Regions from separate parts of the Mus musculus genome. Here regions 1, 2, 3 and 4 are each linked to region 5. Evidence: chromatin contacts called from public Hi-C and HiChIP or PLAC-seq data. All regions are on one chromosome and are shown on one strand. Each heading gives the region's core, a stretch centred on a gene start, on an enhancer-like site or on the middle of the called end of the contact. The rest is flanking DNA. Distances are from core to core; before and after follow the strand shown. Region 1 overlaps Nvl (nuclear VCP-like). Region 2 has its middle 14 kb from the start of Gm39718. Region 3 has its middle 17 kb from the start of Gm33669. Region 4 overlaps Gm33669 (a long non-coding RNA gene). Region 5 has its middle 13 kb from the start of Gm32767.

The links. Hi-C and Micro-C count contacts between places; a contact is called where the count stands out from the background. HiChIP or PLAC-seq counts read pairs in DNA pulled down with a chosen protein or histone mark.
Region 1: a FOXA1 HiChIP or PLAC-seq map of pancreatic cancer cells shows a contact between it and region 5. The contact joins two enhancer-like sites. A contact is called at or near these places in 1 of 15 datasets of contacts at CTCF or cohesin (embryonic stem cells), 2 of 484 Hi-C or Micro-C datasets (the G1E-ER4 cell line and nephron progenitors), 4 of 115 datasets of contacts at active chromatin or transcription factors (bone marrow-derived macrophages, large pre-B cells, neural tube and 1 more) and 1 of 9 other capture datasets (adipose tissue).
Region 2: a contact with region 5 is called in a FOXA1 HiChIP or PLAC-seq map of pancreatic cancer cells. The contact joins two enhancer-like sites. A contact is called at or near these places in 4 of 39 promoter capture datasets (the 3T3-L1 cell line, embryonic stem cells, hippocampal neurons and 1 more), 9 of 15 datasets of contacts at CTCF or cohesin (CD8 T cells, the G1E-ER4 cell line, the NIH/3T3 cell line and 5 more), 207 of 484 Hi-C or Micro-C datasets (3T3-L1-derived adipocytes, the AML12 cell line, the AtT-20 cell line and 118 more), 19 of 115 datasets of contacts at active chromatin or transcription factors (the NIH/3T3 cell line, PVALB interneurons, Th17 cells and 13 more) and 4 of 9 other capture datasets (adipose tissue, embryonic tail, liver and 1 more).
Region 3: a FOXA1 HiChIP or PLAC-seq map of pancreatic cancer cells shows a contact between it and region 5. The contact joins two enhancer-like sites. A contact is called at or near these places in 2 of 484 Hi-C or Micro-C datasets (the N1E-115 cell line and embryonic stem cells) and 1 of 115 datasets of contacts at active chromatin or transcription factors (pancreatic cancer cells).
Region 4: a Hi-C map of cerebellum shows a contact between it and region 5, with 2.7 times the contacts expected there. The contact joins two enhancer-like sites. A contact is called at or near these places in 6 of 484 Hi-C or Micro-C datasets (the N1E-115 cell line, cerebellum and embryonic stem cells) and 1 of 115 datasets of contacts at active chromatin or transcription factors (pancreatic cancer cells).

The regions. Positions count from the first base shown.
Region 1 is chr1:181,130,729-181,133,761 of GRCm38.p6, forward strand. It overlaps Nvl (nuclear VCP-like), which reads right to left. Exons shown (of 23, transcript NM_026171.2): 7 at 10-142. Among named protein-coding and RNA genes, the nearest start is that of Nvl, 12 kb to the right of the region's middle. Within about 2 kb of position 1,348, at least 33 of the 459 cell types and tissues checked have an H3K27ac peak or open chromatin away from gene starts, as enhancers often do. A contact at or near this core is called in pancreatic cancer cells, where this site is marked.
Region 2 is chr1:181,271,558-181,274,637 of GRCm38.p6, forward strand. No RefSeq gene overlaps it. Among named protein-coding and RNA genes, the nearest start is that of Gm39718, 14 kb to the right of the region's middle. Within about 2 kb of position 1,509, at least 44 of the 459 cell types and tissues checked have an H3K27ac peak or open chromatin away from gene starts, as enhancers often do. A contact at or near this core is called in the G1E-ER4 cell line, hippocampal neurons, neural stem cells and 2 more, where this site is marked.
Region 3 is chr1:181,859,575-181,862,766 of GRCm38.p6, forward strand. No RefSeq gene overlaps it. Among named protein-coding and RNA genes, the nearest start is that of Gm33669, 17 kb to the right of the region's middle. Within about 2 kb of position 1,322, at least 164 of the 459 cell types and tissues checked have an H3K27ac peak or open chromatin away from gene starts, as enhancers often do. A contact at or near this core is called in pancreatic cancer cells, where this site is marked.
Region 4 is chr1:181,880,347-181,883,457 of GRCm38.p6, forward strand. It overlaps Gm33669 (a long non-coding RNA gene), which reads left to right. Exons shown (of 4, transcript XR_865801.2): 2 at 290-634; 3 at 880-948. Among named protein-coding and RNA genes, the nearest start is that of Gm33669, 3.4 kb to the left of the region's middle. Within about 2 kb of position 1,350, at least 119 of the 459 cell types and tissues checked have an H3K27ac peak or open chromatin away from gene starts, as enhancers often do. A contact at or near this core is called in cerebellum, where this site is marked.
Region 5 is chr1:181,551,552-181,554,337 of GRCm38.p6, forward strand. No RefSeq gene overlaps it. Among named protein-coding and RNA genes, the nearest start is that of Gm32767, 13 kb to the left of the region's middle. Within about 2 kb of position 1,395, at least 113 of the 459 cell types and tissues checked have an H3K27ac peak or open chromatin away from gene starts, as enhancers often do. A contact at or near this core is called in the G1E-ER4 cell line, cerebellum, hippocampal neurons and 3 more, where this site is marked.

The DNA of each region.
Region 1 (3,033 bases), core at 98-2,597, 420 kb before region 5:
ACAGCTTACCTTTCTTTTGCAGAAGAGCTTCTATTTCTCCATCTACTTCTTGAAGATTCTCTGTTTTTCTTTTGTTTCCTTTGCCCTTTGCCCTACCTTTCCTTTTCTTATCACTTTCCAAAAGAGAAGAGTCTTTTAAAATCTGGGGAGAAAATACAAAAATTCTGTATTTCAGATTACAATGCTAACAGATGTTTCTTCAAGGACAGCTATATCCATTTGTGCTATAGCACTGCTAACTACTCGCAATCTCTTTGCTCAAGGATTCTGCCTTCTTTCAGAAACCTGAAAGCTTAAATTTTTTATTTGATAATTTTTTTCTCACCTGTGCCAGTTAATCTCTTCTAAAAGACTTGAGGCATATAAACATCAGGTTCTTACCAATTATAATAATGTTCTTGATAGTTGAATACTTGTAGCTTAAAGTAAAGATACTGGGGAACAGCCCACTAATAGTGTAAATGGAAAACCTGCAACCTCAACACTTTGGAGTAAAAACAGAAGAATCTGTTTAAGGCATTTTTAGCCTCATAACAATTTCAAAGTTAGACTAGGCTACAAAAAAAAACCCTATTTCAAGGGCTGAAGAGATGGCTCAGCGGTTAAGAGCACTGACTGCTCTTCCAGAGGTCCTGAGTTCAAATCCCAGCAACCACATGGTGGCTCACAACTGTCTGTAATGAAATCTGATGCCCTCTTCTGGTGTGTCTGAAGATAGCTATAGTGTACTTACATATAATAATAATAATAATAATAATAATAATAATAATAATAATAATAGCCTATTTCAAGATCCAAAATCAAAACAAAATAGGTCTCAGTTTGTAAAGTATCATAAAATCATGAGGTCTGAGTTCAGACCCCTCCCCACCCACACATAAAAAGCTGTGTGCAATGAGGTCGGTCTGTAATGCCAGTGCTGGCAAGGCAAAGACAAGAGGGTGCTATAGCTATATGCCTATAGACAAGAGGGTGCTATAGCTATATGCCTATAGACAAGAGGATGCTATAGCTATATGCCTATAGACAAGAGGATGCTATAGCCTATAGACAAGAGGATGCTATAGCTATATGCCTATAGACAAGAGGATGCTATAGCTATATGCCTATAGACAAGAGGATGCTATAGCTATATGCCTATAGCTTGCTGGTGAGCCAGGATAGCACAACTAGAAAGCCTCACATTTAGTGAGATATTTTGAGATCACAGACATCCCCTTTTCCGTGTGTGCTTTAAGTTTATTCTGTTGTTTTTGTTGTTATTACAGGGTTTCTCTGGGTAGCCCTGGCTGTCCTGGAATTCACTCTGAAACCAGGGTAGCCTTGAAACTCAGGCATGAGTCACCAGTGACCGGCTGACTGTTCTTTCTCAAAGAAAAGGTAGAGAGCAATTGAGAGACATCTGACATTGCTCTCTGGTATGTGACTCACACATGCATTTGCAAATAAACACGCTCATGTGCACGTAGGCACACATGAAAGAATCCGCCAGACCAAGGCTTGGTGCTGAGAAACGAGTTACAGCAGCACTGTTCAGGAGAAGCACATCACAAGTCACACATGTTGTATATATCACTGTGTACACCTCACAGCACACTAACAACACACACTTAAATGTAGACAATAAAGAGGCATTTCATAGGTGCAAACTACTGAACCCAGAGCCTTACATATTCTAAGCACTAAATGAACCACTGAGCCACACTCATCTACCAACAAATCTATTTTAATTAACACACCCCGAACACTCTCCTTTCAACACAGTTAATACAAGAAGTTACTAATGAGCAGAGTCCCAGCAGTCAGGAGGCAGAAGCAGGACTGCCTCAAATTTAAGGCAGCTCAGTCTATAGGACAAGTTCCAAGGCAACCAGCAACATGTCTAAGCTCAGCTGCTAATGAGGTGGTTTGTTTTGTTTTTTTGTTTTGTTTTGTTTTTTGAGACAAGATTGTAGCTGACAATTTTGGATTGTTTTCTTTGAAAAACACAGAAATATTATGGGAATATGCTTTAGGGTTTTTTTTTGTTTTTTGTTTTTTTGTTTTTGTTTTTTCGCACCACCACACCCAGCTCATGCTTTTGTTTTAATGCTAAGTGTGGGATACTGGTTTCAGTTTGTCCACAACATCTGACTACGATTTGCCTTATGCTCTAACAGGCGTGATTTTGCCAGCATCAGTTTTTGAGATAGTGTTGACGTTTGAAATTCTGGGTACTTTTCAGAGATCATATAAAATGCTAGGGTCCCCAAGAGGTGTGGTGGGTTGTTGGTTGTTTGCTATTGGTGTGGTCTGTTAAGTAGTCCTATGCAAGAAGAAAGAAGAAACTAGATATTCTGATAGCAAAGATCAGACTTGCCCTATGGAACCAGTTGCCCCTAGTCAGCAGAAAACAGTCTAATGATAACACCCCCTTTCCTTTCTACCCCTTTTTCTTTCCTATCTAGTTTAAGGGGTTGAAAGGGTGGAAGAAAGAAGAACCCACAAAGTAGCCAAAGTTAGCAAAAAGAGACAGCTACACAGGGTTTCTCTGTGCAGCACTGTCTTGAAACTCGCCCTATAGTCTAGGCTGACCTCGAACTCAGACAGATCTGGCTGCCTCTGCTTCCCAAGTGTGGGATTAAAGGTGTTTGCTACCAGTACCCAGCACTAATGATATTTTATACTGTGCTTTTAATTAACTCTTCACATGCCAAATATACTGAAAATTTGTAGCACATCCTAATTTGGACACAAAATTTTCAAGGGTAATTTATGACTTAGATTTTACAAAATTTATACTTGGAAAAGTTGATCCCTACATCTAATTGTTTCAAATATATTTGAGAGGCAGGCGGATTTCTGAGTCTACAGAGTGAGTTCCAGGACAGCCAGGGCTATACAGAGGAACCCTGTCTCAAAAAAAAAAAAAAAATTCTAGGGGGAAGAGGGGGTACAAAGACAGACTAGTTAGCTAGCTTAATTGGCGTTGTAGATACAGTAAGAACTTGCTGTCACTGAGGAACAATGGGGGGCTGGGGGGGAAACACACAC
Region 2 (3,080 bases), core at 259-2,758, 280 kb before region 5:
CTCTGCTTCTTCTCTGGAAATATCAGTTAGGAAAAAAATTAAATATAGAGCCACACAGAAAATAAGATAACGAACAGCCTGTTATCTTTAACCCAAAATGAATAAATATCAACACTTTCACAATTAACATTTTACTAGAATGAGAGAGAGAGAGAGAGAGCATGCCCGTGAGAGAGCAAGCTGTGAATAAAATCAAGGACAGGTGGCTGTTGAGCAAAGACTCTAATCTACCTTTGGTCCTTAAAATAGTCTTACTAACAACATTCTACCAATGTATTTTGGACTTCAAAAACTTCTTTTATGATTAAATTTCAATTCTGTGGTGTGTGTGTGTGTGTGTGTGTGTGTGTGTGTGTGTGTGTGTGAGCAGCCGACCCTGGTTCTCTGGAAGGAAGAACAGCAAGCACCCTAATGGCTGAGCCATTTCTCCAGACCCACTGACCCTTGTTTGTTTTGAAAGACAGGAGTTAAACATTTGCACATTCTCACCGTACCCCACCCACCAGCCTGTCACCCAGGGTGACCACTGTCACCCAGGGCGCGTGTCCTCTATGTCTACCTTCCATGTGTGTAATCGGACAATGCTAGTGGACAGCGTGGGGTTGGGACCAGTCAGGGCTGAAGACTGGGCCTTTTGCTTTAATTGTGCTCTCTGGTCTCTGTGAACCTCAGTCCCTCCATCTTTACTCCTCTTCTACTGGGGTAGGTTTTTGACCTACAGCATTGCTGTTTCTCTGGGGAATGGAGGCAAATTGCTGGGCTCAGTAAATGGTAGCAAGTACCACTGGCCATTTCACCCTTTCTCCCTCCCCTCCCCTCTCCTCCTTTTTCCCCTCCCCCCTCCTCTCCCCTCTCTCCTCTCCCTCCCCTCCTCCTTTCCCTTCTCCCTCTTTCCCACTTTCCCTCTCCCTTTCTCCTTTCTCCCCCCTCCTTTCTCCCTCCCTCCCCTCCTCCTTCCCCTTCTCCCTCTCCCTCTTTCCCTCTCCCTTTCTCCTTTCTCCCCCCTCCTTTCTCCCTCCCTCCCCTCTCCCTCTCTAGAAAGTTCCTGGAGAACAAGGACCCTGTCTAAAGCCCATATCCCTTTGAGCCACTCCTGGGGTCCCCAGGTCACTGCTAGGCTGACTGGCTGATCCTTACAGAATGTCTGGAAGCTTTTCTGTGTTTGTTCAGGCTCCTTTGGGGTTAGCGCAGAAACCAATTCTGCTTTGGGGACACCCAAGAACTCTGAGTCTAGAGAGGAGTGACTGCCCTAAGAGATTTGGAGTTTTTTTCCCAGGTCCTGCTTCTTCTCAGGCTTCAGGTGAGCAGTGTAGTGGCGTGGGAGAAATACTGAGAGCCACGCGGTTTGTTGGCACTTCTAGGCTCCACTCGGTTTCCTTTGCTTTCTTGGATTCTAGCCATTGAGGGTTCAGGTGCCTTTCTGCAAGATCCAACCCTAACCTAGAGCTCGCCCGCGGTGAGCCTCCAGGGCACCGATGTCCGTCTCCGACAAGGGACAGAAGGGGGCGACAAACCCGCACAGTTGGCCGGCGGACCATGCCGGGCAGTGCCTGAGCCCAGAGCCATTCTCCCCCTTTTCCCTGGTAACTGGACACTTCTTGTAGATTCCCACAGCACACAGTAGAGTGCACTCTTTGTGAAAACACCCCCGCCCCCCGCCCCCCCCCCCGCCCCAGGCCTCGCCTTCACAGAGTAGCAGAGGCTGTCACCCTACACAGCAGAACCATCTTAGATTCCTGTTAGTTCTTAAAGCAAGGCCAGAGCTTAGGACCCCAGGGGTGATGCTCTAGGGCAGAGGTGTGCTTGTCCAAGTCCTGCAGTTGTTTCAAAGGCTTTGCAATGATTTCATTTGTGCACAAGCTGGGAATAGCTGCAGAGTTTTGACCCCAAGCATTTAAGGTCTTTTAGCCCAGGCTGTCCTTAGCACATTTCTGAAACTCCATCTCCCCAGTTGCGGACACACAAATCTAGCTATCTTACGTTTACTTAGTATTTTAACACCCATTTTTGTAAAAACTACATAAAGACACCAACTATCCAAATGCAACGTTAATATTTTTGAAAATTATATATTAAAGAATTAACATCAGGCAGATGAGATGGCTCAGCCTTTAAGAGCCGGTACTGCTCTTGCACGAGGGGCAGCTCCCAGCTGTCTGCAACTTCAGCTTCCGGCTCATCTGAGTCCTTGGTTTGTCACAGGCACCTGCACTCATGTGCACATGCCTGCCCCACTTTGCACATAATTTAAACACATCTTAATTAACATCAACATAGAAGTGCTCCCGGAGCTTCCCCCCCCCCCCCCCCCCCCCCCGCCGGCCACTTTTGTTTCTGCGTCTGCACAGGCCAGAGGACTGGTCTGTCTCTAGTTCTTCCATATCTCAGTGAGTCACAGAGCTGGAATTTGACTGGGGTCTTTATGGCTCCAAAGGGCTAAAAGTCCAGTTAAACTAGCAGATCTCTGACAGGGTTGGGAGGCAGCCACCCATTTATGGTGCTGGCAGCAGCTGTGTGTTTGGACAGATGCTGATGGTCCATCGCTATAGGGTGCCTTTGATCTCTCCGGATATTTATGTTTCTTATGATTTTTTTTTGTGATAAGGAATTTAAAATCTCTTCTAACTACTTTGAATTATACAATAGAATACTGCTATGAACATTGTCCTGTGTAATGAAGTATCCGAACCCTTTCCTCCTGTCTGGCTGAGACTACGTATCCTATCCACTAGCCACTCTTTTTAATGCCTCCCCCCAGTGCCTGGGTCCTTTCCCAGCCTCTGGACCACCATTCTAGTTTCTACTTCTGTGGGCTCAGCATTTTCAGCAGAGTGAAAGACGCAGTGTTTGTCTTTCTGTACTTGGCTTAGTTCCCTGAATATTATGTGCCCCAGGTCCATCTGTGTTGACCACATGACAGCCCGATTACATTTTAGAGCTGAATAGATATCCCATCCTGTGTGTGAATGTAAATGTGTGCATGTATGGGAAAGAGAGGAAGATGCCACACAGCTTCTATGAGAAATGCTCATTCTGATCATTTCCTATATGTATGTTCGTCAGTCAGTCAGCCCATCTGT
Region 3 (3,192 bases), core at 72-2,571, 310 kb after region 5:
AAGAACCCTTAAGTTTCCACTTCAGATGACAAATTGACATTGTCATGCATAAATATAGATTGCATCACATTTGTCTGTCTGTTTCTTGTGTGTGTATGTGTGTGTGTATCAGAGTGTATGTGTGTGCATGTGTCAGTGTATATGTGTATGTATATATGTGTATGTGCATGTGTGTGTCAGTGTGTGTGTGTGTGTGTGTGATCACACCCAAGGATCACACAGGGATCACACCCGAGGCTTATGCTCCAACACTAGGGCTGATGAACCCATTTCAAAGGTCTAACACAGAGGCTCTCAACCTGTGGGTTGTGACTCCCTGGTGGGAGGGCTCGAATGATCCTTGTACAAGGGTTACCTAAGAACCCTGGAAAACACAGATTTACGTACTTTTTGCCTGGGACCCCTGCTCCGCCCTGCACAAGCTCTTCATCCATCAACCCAGCCCACACATTGAACACCCCTTTCCTCCTGCTAGAAGAAAACTCCAGGGTAACAGGTCATTACTCCTCATCGCAGTGTTCAGACAACCCACCCAAGAGTGCCCACCCAAGGGCTCAGTTTTTGATCATATATAGGCATAATCCCAGCCCCTAACTGACAGGCCATCACTCCTTACCTAAGTTCTATAAAACCCCCTTGCTTTATACGGGATGCGTGACTCCATTGCCCTTCTGTGAAGTCAGTGAATCCTCCTGAGAGCTGCCTCCTAATAAACCTGCCTTTATCTACTTTTAATCTGGTCTAATCTAGCCTATACTGCATCACTGAGGAAGAGAGAAAGGAATTCAATTACGATTCATAGCAGTAGCAAAGTTACAGTTATGAAGTAGCAACAAAAATGGTTTTGTGGGGCTGACAAGATGGCTCAGCAGTTAACACTGACTGCTCTTCTGAAAGTCCTGAGTTCAATTACCAGCAACCACATGGTGGCTCACAACCATCTGTAAAGGAATCTGATTCCCTTTTCTGGTGTGCGTACACACACACACACACACACACACACACACACACACACACACACTTGTATGGTTGGGGGTCACTACGACATGAGGAAGAGTATTATAGGGTCACAGCATTACAAAGGTTGAGAAGCACGGCTCTAGAAGGTGTGAACCCAGCTAGCCTGCCTCTCCTTACAGCCATTCCTTGTAACGCTGGGTTGTTTGGCAGAAAGCAGGGCTGGGGTGTGGCCTTAGTATTGTTTGGACCTGAGTTTGACCTCACATCCTGAAGCAAGTGGCAGTTGCTGCCCAGCACGGGAGCAGGAAGTGGGTGGGGCTTGCTCCACATGGTGGTTCTTGAGAGAAGAAACAGAAGTCATAACCTCTGCGGTTTGGTTTGTGTTGCAATACGAGCATCAGGAAGCTGCTCTTACAGAGCCTGATGTGTAAAGTTAAGGGCAGATAGAGCCCTGACTGGTGGAGGGGAGGCCCTCCATCCTCCATAGGAACTGTCCAGGCCCTGATAGCTGGAAAAACCATTAAATTTCAGGAAATTTCCCCCAAACATAACTCGGTCCTTAAAACGGAACAGTCAGCCGGGCGTGGTGGTGCACGCCTTTAATCCCAGCACTCGGGAGGCAGAGGCAGGTGGATTTCTGAGTTTGAGGCCAGCCTGGTCTACAGAGTGAGTTCCAGGACAGCCAGGGCTATACAGAGAAACCCTGTCTCGAAAAAAAAACAAAAACAAAACAAACCAAAACAAAACAGGAACAGTCAGAGAATATTTGCAACAATGTAATTTGATCAGCCAGGCCTGATCCCAGCACTTGAGAGGCTGCCTCAAGAGGATTGCTGTGAGTTTGGGACCAACCTGCCTACAACTTGAAATCCTGTCTCAAAAACAAACCACAACAAAAAAGAAAAACCAAAACTACAAAGAACAACAAAACAAATGACACTTGGTTACCCCCCCCCCCCAGGGTCTCACATAGTCTAGGCCAACCTTGAATGACCTTGGATTTCCAATCCTCCTGCCTCCACCTCAGAGGGTTGAGATTACAGGTGTGACTGATCATACTTGGTTTATTCTCTGCTGATGATCTGAGCCCAGGTTCTGTGATTGCAAGATACAGACTCTACCAACACAGCTATGTCCCCAACTCTAGTTAGGGTGCCTTATTCTTAAAGATAAGCAGCTTTAAGATGGGTGTGGTAGCACATGCCAGTACTTGGGAGGCGGAGGCAGGAGGCCAGCCTGGTCTACAGAGAGAGAGTGCAGGGCATCCAGGGATACACAGAAAAACCCTGTCTCAAAAAAAAACAGAAGAAAAAACAAACAAACAAAAACAAAGCAGCCCCTCCCCCCAGGGGTTTACCTTGACTGAAAAACAGCACCCATCAGTAGTGTTACCCAATTTGGGGTTCACAGCTTGTGTACCAACAAAACAGGTTCAGCTAGCCTCTCTCCATAAGACAACTAAAAGAGCCAGACTCACAGTAAAATGTAGAAAAAAAGAGATGTGACCACGTTGAGAAGGACAAAGATGGACTCCCTCTCCCATGTCCATCTTGGGGTCCTGCTTAAAAAGAAGGCAAGGTTCTGCCTAAGTCATCAGTAAGGCATAGTCCTGCCCACCACCAGCTCTGCGTAAACTTCAATACTGTCATGAAAGGTGACCACTTGGGTTGGTCGCTTTCCCCTCTCCCAGCATGACATTCCCAAGGAGGAGAGCTTCCTATCTTTGAGGTCCATGGTTTCCAGAGTTTCTGTAGGACATCTTCATCACTGTTGTGTCAGTTACACTGTGGGGATGGAAGGGGAGAGACACAGACATGATGGGTGTTCTATCTGCCCCTTCTCTGGGTCTCAGGGCAGTTGGCAAGTAGGGAGCCCTGACTCTTGTCCACATTCTAACCCCTTTGTCTGCATCTATGGACCGATTGGTTTTGAAAATCCACCCAGCAATCTGGGAGAGATGGGAGTTGCCATCTGAAGGACTTGGCCAGACCATACTGTTTACAAGATAGCAAAAAAAAAAAAAGTCCCTGGTAGGGATGGATATATGCAGACTGCAGACAGAAACCCTTGGAGTTCAGTGGGGTGGAGCCTCCAATCTACAACCCTGTGATGGTCACCTCAGAAGTGTCCTGAGCATCCAGGTAGGGTGAAAATTGTCAAGACCATCAAGGGTCCTCCCTCCTCCCTACAGCTCCCGAAGTTCCTGCCCCTGCCAACCATCTGGCTTAGCCA
Region 4 (3,111 bases), core at 100-2,599, 330 kb after region 5:
CCCCACAATTTCTGAAATGGCTCTAGACATATTTCTGCTATTTTGAATTTACATTGCCTCTGAAAAATACTGGAGATATTCCATGTTCTACAGTGTGAAATATATAGCCAATGTCATATTCCTTATGTAAATATAACAAACCTCTATACAAACTTGCTTTCATCCTTAATAAATGCTATAATTATATGTATGTCTAAGAATCGCTTTTAAAATTTCTTTGTGAGTTATTACTTGTAAATGTAATTGTTTGCTTTTTTTTTTTTTTTTTTTTTTGTCTCTATATTGCTAGGGTCTCATACAGGGGTGGCGAACAGAAAAAGTTTAAGCCCTGCCCTAAAGACTAGCCCCCCCTCCCAAATACTCCCATCCCCCTCTCTGGAGCAGATGGCCTGGTAAGTTCTGGCAGGCACCTGGGGTTACTCTGTGCTCTCCCTGTACCCACAGCCAGTGCAGGTCTCAGTGTCTCAGCACCCTGTACCCACAGCCAGTGCAGGTCGCAGTGTCTCAGCACCCAGACCAGGCAATGAGTATTCCAAAGCCCGGAATGGATGCGATCTACGTCCCTCATCCGGGCCCCCACTGCCTGGAGGACTGTGTGAAAGAACTTCCCAGCCACCAGACTACTGTGGACCATGTACCTCAGCCAAGTAAACGGAGACAAAGGGATAGTTGGTGGGAGATGGGATGAAGCCTGAAACCCGGGACCATCTATAGGTGTAGCTCTGTTACAGCGCCACCATGTGGTGAGCTTCAGAGTAAGGATGGTGTGAGAGGGGTCGGGGTGGGGTGCGGGTGGGGCCTGAAAGCCTGGCCTCTAGGCTGAGGGACCTACCTCTGGGAAGCCCTTTTCAGATCTTCCTTAACCCAGGTTTCATGCAGCGGCCCCAGAGGGACTTGAACCCCTGCCCAGCTGGCGGACCTCACTCCAACACTCTCTTAGGACGCAAGGTTGGCGGGAAATTTCTGTCTCATAACTCGTACTCTGGCAGGAAAGTCCTAAATCCTCAGAGTAAGAGACTAGAGGCCTAGATGGGGTCCTGTTCTCTGGGTGAAGGCGCCTAGCGTTCAGTGCAGCAATGGATGGGGAGAGAGAAAAGTGGGTCAGCTTCTTGGTGGGGGAGGGTGAGCCCAGAGGATGCGCCAACTAGGGTCATCCCAAGTGTCGTTTCAGCAAGGAAATTCGGGAAGAACCGCTATGCCGCAGAGGCCAGTCTGCACAGGGTTGGCATGAGGCCCTGGCTACTGGCTTTGACTTGAGAAAGAAAGCACAGACCAACATACACCTGGCACTGCACCCAGTCAGCCAGCCCTGGGTAAGCTGGGTATTTGGCAGCACTCCTCCTGGGAGCCCAAGTGAGAGGGAAGTGAGCCGCAATTTAGCGAGGTTGAGTGGGACCGGAAACAAGATGTGGCAAGCTCTGGCAGGTCCCAGGGTGGGCCTAGAGCGCCACCTGGTTTTGGACTACCGATCATCAGGCAAACACCGTTTTCCTGACCCATGCACCATCTTTGACACTGGTCAGTTATCTGGCTGGAGGCCAGAGCTTTAGTGAGAGTGGTAGCCTCTTCCCCAAGCCCAGAGGGTAAGGCATGTCTTTGCCTTTCTCAGCCAAGTTGGGGGGCGGGGAGCAGGAAGGATGAAAAGATGAAGGAATCCTTTGTGCTTTGACAGTGTCCAGGCAGGAAAGAACAGCCTTTCTAAGGATGTAAAAGCCATCCATGGGGTTGCCCATGGCCCAGCAGGGAGAGGCTTTCTCTGCTGGGCAGTTTAAGGACAGCCTGCTTCCCGAGGCAGCAATGCAGTGCACACTGCCCTCTGGGCAGTGACCTGGGCTTTGTATAGGCACACAGATCCCCAGGGATGGAGAACAGTGAGGGACTCTTGAGCATAGCCTGAGGTCAATGTGGCAGAGACGGGACCTCTGAGCTCAGGAGTTCCTAGGTAAACTCTGGGTGGGAGGGATCCCTGAGATGGAACAGTGATGCACAGTCCTCCTCAGGGAGGTGCAAGCTGGTGTTAGGCTTAACTTGATGTGGGAAACAATGGCTGGCTGTGTGTTCCCAGTTCAGCGTTAGACAGCTGTTCCTCCTGCAAGAGACCCTCTTGACTGACAGGAAAGGGCAGTAAGTCCATGGGCTATAGCTCCACGGTAGAATGCTCATTTAGCACCTGTCAGACCCATGGCAGAAGAGCCCCAAGACAGGAGGTGTCACTCCATGCCAAGCCCCACCCAGCTCTGACAAGAAGATCCTAAACCCAGCGTGGTGGTGGCACACACCTTTAATCCCAGCACTGGGGAGGCAGAGGCAGGTGGATCTCTGTGAGTTCTGGGCCAATCTAGTCTAAGTTGCAGGACAGCCAGAGCTACATAGTGAGAGTCTATCTCAAAACAACCACCAAAAACGTAGGAAAAGGAGGAGGAGAGGGAGAGGAGGGAGAGGTGGTCCTGAGCATGTCAAAATCTACACGACATCGGTTTTTTATTTTCTCATTTCAACTTCACCACAGCCTTGAGGAAGCAGGTTGGCCTAGATCTCTACCATTGTCCTCTGTCAATGTGGGGAAGCCTGGTCCCAGGCCCTGGGGAAATCACTGTTTCTAAGGTGGCTCCTGCTTAGGCTGCCCAAGACAGTCTTGCCACTTCACTGCTGCCTGCACAGAATCCCCAGACATGAGACAAACACCTCAGCACGCAGGGCCTCAAATTTGGTGTCTGCTCACCCAGAGCTGTAGAGCCGCAGCCGCTCCCATCAGTCACCAGCCTAGGAGAGGGCCCAGAATCTGCACTTTAACACAGTTACACTCAAGGAAGCCCATCCACACTGGCTTCAGAAAGGCCCCGAGCACACAGGAACACCCGCTGCTCCCTCAACGTCTTTTCTTGGTGTTCACCTCTTCTGGAAGTCCTCACCAGAGCTGCTTCTTGGCCTTTTCTCAACAGATGAACAAATTGCTTTTGGGAATAGGTGTATGTCACACAATATTTGCGATAAAATCATTTTTACTCTAAGGTTACTGTCAACCTGAAATTTAAATGTAACTGAGCATCTGGGTAGTGTCTCTGTTGTTGTTGGTGGTGGTGGTGGTTTTTCTTGGCGTCAATTTTTGGT
Region 5 (2,786 bases), core at 145-2,644:
GAGTAAACCCATGTGGTTCTTCTTAGAAGACAAACCCAAAGGAGTTGTGGATTTGATGAACAGGTTGCAAGGAAGGGAGATTCTGTGTGGATAACTGTAGAGGCCTCTCACTTTCTCCCTGCAAGGCTGGTGAGAAAGCTGGGTCTATCCACGGCCAGAGGATGGGTGGATCCAGTTTCTGGCTGCAAAGTTTCACAGCAAAGCCAAGGCTGTGGTTGCTGCTATGATGGAGCGACTTGGAGCCACAAGGGGTCAAAAGCACTTTTGAATCTGAGATGAAGTGTTTCCTGCCCCCCTTCTTTCCTCCCTTCTTCCCTTCTTTCCTCCCTCCCTTGTTCCCTCTCTTCCTTTCTTCCTTCCTTCCTTCCTTCCTTCCTTCCTTCCTTCCTTCCTTCCTTCCTTCCTTCCTTCCCTCCTCTCTTCCTTCTTTGCTTCCTTCTTTGCTTGCATGTTTTTATTTCCCTTTTGCCATTTCAGCCAGCAAGTTGCACTCTTTCTTATGCTAGCACAGAGAAAATGAGCTAGTAAAGTCCTTGCTGGCTGATGTCCCACTTGCTGTGCAGGGTAATAAGGACCTTCACTAGGGAGGCATCTTTGGGGAGTGGAGGACAAGGGATTGTCCTGTGGCCTCTGCAGCTTGACTTTATTTCCTGACTTGCTGTTGCCCCTCTCTAAAGTAGGTATTACTTCCTCCATCCTTAGTGCCTGGGAGTCAGGCTTAGGATATCCTGCAGTCACTGCTATTGGAGGTGAACCAGAGGGAGCCTAGCTTGCTTTTCCTCCTGGTTTTTGACAAGTTCTTTTATGGGATCAGTTCTTGTACTGCCATGGGAGAAAGGAGTTAAGTAATCAGGGAGGCCTTCTAGGTGACACCTAAAGCCAGAAACCTTAGTAACTTTATCTGTACATTAGAAACCTCCAACCCCCTGTCCCAGCCCTGTGCAGCTTAGAGGACATGGGAATTCAAGTCCCAGCAGGATACTGCTAGAACCAAGGGACTGAAACAGAAAGAGCAGGACAGCAGGAGCCTAAGAGCTGTGTAAGGAGGGGGAGGGAGAGTCACAGCCTACTTAGCTGCCAGGACAGCAAGGCAGAGACAGCCAGAGAACTGGACTGACAAATGAGGGCACTCCAGACTTTGGCAGATGGCAGCAAAACCACACCAGCTGCTTTTTTTCCCAGGGCTGCCCGGTCCATTTGCCAGCCATGTCATGTTTACTCTTAGGACATAAAGAGAGGTTCACTGGAAGAGGGTGACTTCAAGGCTTCTCACTGGTACTTGGAGAGCTCTGTCCAGTTGAGCAGCCTCGGCACATGTGCCACTACTGTGTTGCCCCTGGCAGAGCCGTCCCCTGACAGGCATCAGCATCCCCACTTATGCAAGTCAACCCTGGCTATGATGTAACTTTTTATGCCCTGTGACTCAGGGTGGAGGGACTCCTTGGTCCCTCAGACAGCTCAGTGATTCCTTAATCATTTCCTCCTTTTAAGTCCTTAGTCACTGCGGGAGATCTGGCTGATTTCTAAGTTTATCACTCCTTGCTCCCCGGAGAGCATTTAGTAATATGCTGCAGGGGACAGGAGCTCTCAAAGCCCGTGAAGAAAATGGGCTTTCAGACACCCCCACCCCCACCCAGAAGAAGAGCAGAGGGTGTGGTTTGAGGATGCCTGGCACCTGGGCCTCTGTGTCCCTGAACAGATGGCAGCTTACACTGCTGGCTGGAGAACTGGGAAAGTTCAGAGCTGCCTTCAGAAGGTCGACACCCACTCACCACCCTGATGAACACCCACGGATGTGACGGTCATATCTAAGAAGAGGAGGGTGCGGCTACAGACAGGGGTTTCTGTGACTCAACACAATCATCTCTCTTGGCTAAATCTCTAATATCTGCTCCCCGTTGAGGAACTTTGGGGTCCCAAAGAGGCATCCATTTACTTCTGCATTGGGGGTGGAGGACTTTACATGTTGGCTGAATTGTGTCTTTTAAATGACATCGCAAGCCAGGCATGGTAGCGTGTGCCTGTTATGGTTCCTAGCACTCAGAAAGCCAAGGCAAGAGGATAGACAGCTATGGGTCAGGATGGGCAACACAGGGAGACGATCTCAAAACAAAACAAAAATGCCTCGAGAAATTGATTTAATTCCTCCCTCTCTGTTTCCCTCCTTCTCTCTTTTTCCGTCCTCTCCCGTCCTCCTCTCCCCATTTGCAGGTTACTGAAATGTTACAGTAACCAATACGATCAACTTGATTTCTCCTCTCAACAGTACAGTTTCAGGTTTCGAGTTGAGAAGTTAGTTGAGTGTGGATGCGGCCCATTCCCTTTATAGCTATTGATCATAGTTCATTGCGGTTCCTTGTATGAGTATAGTATTTTTTGTTTTATGGACTTCACTTGCTGAACATTTAGATTTGTTTCTAGAGTTTTCCGCCAATACCATATAGTAATCCCTCTCCCTGCGTGGGCTCCCTGCGTGGGCTCCCTGCGTGGGCTCCCTGCGTGGGCTCCCTGTGTGGGGCTCCCTGCGTGGGCTCCCTGTGTGGGGCTCCCTGCGTGGGCTCCCTGTGTGGGGCTCCCTGCGTGGGCTCCCTGCAATGTTTGCAGTAAGAGGTTTATTGCTGAAATACAAGTTGAATAACGCTGTGCATGGCCACCTGACGCTCTGTGGCCAGTGAATTGCTTGTCGCACTTGAGCAAAAGGTTCCTGTGTGTTATATAAATATTTAATCCTAATCAAGGGTTTCTACCCCACCTTTGACCATTTAGTTCCCAGATAAAAGATATAC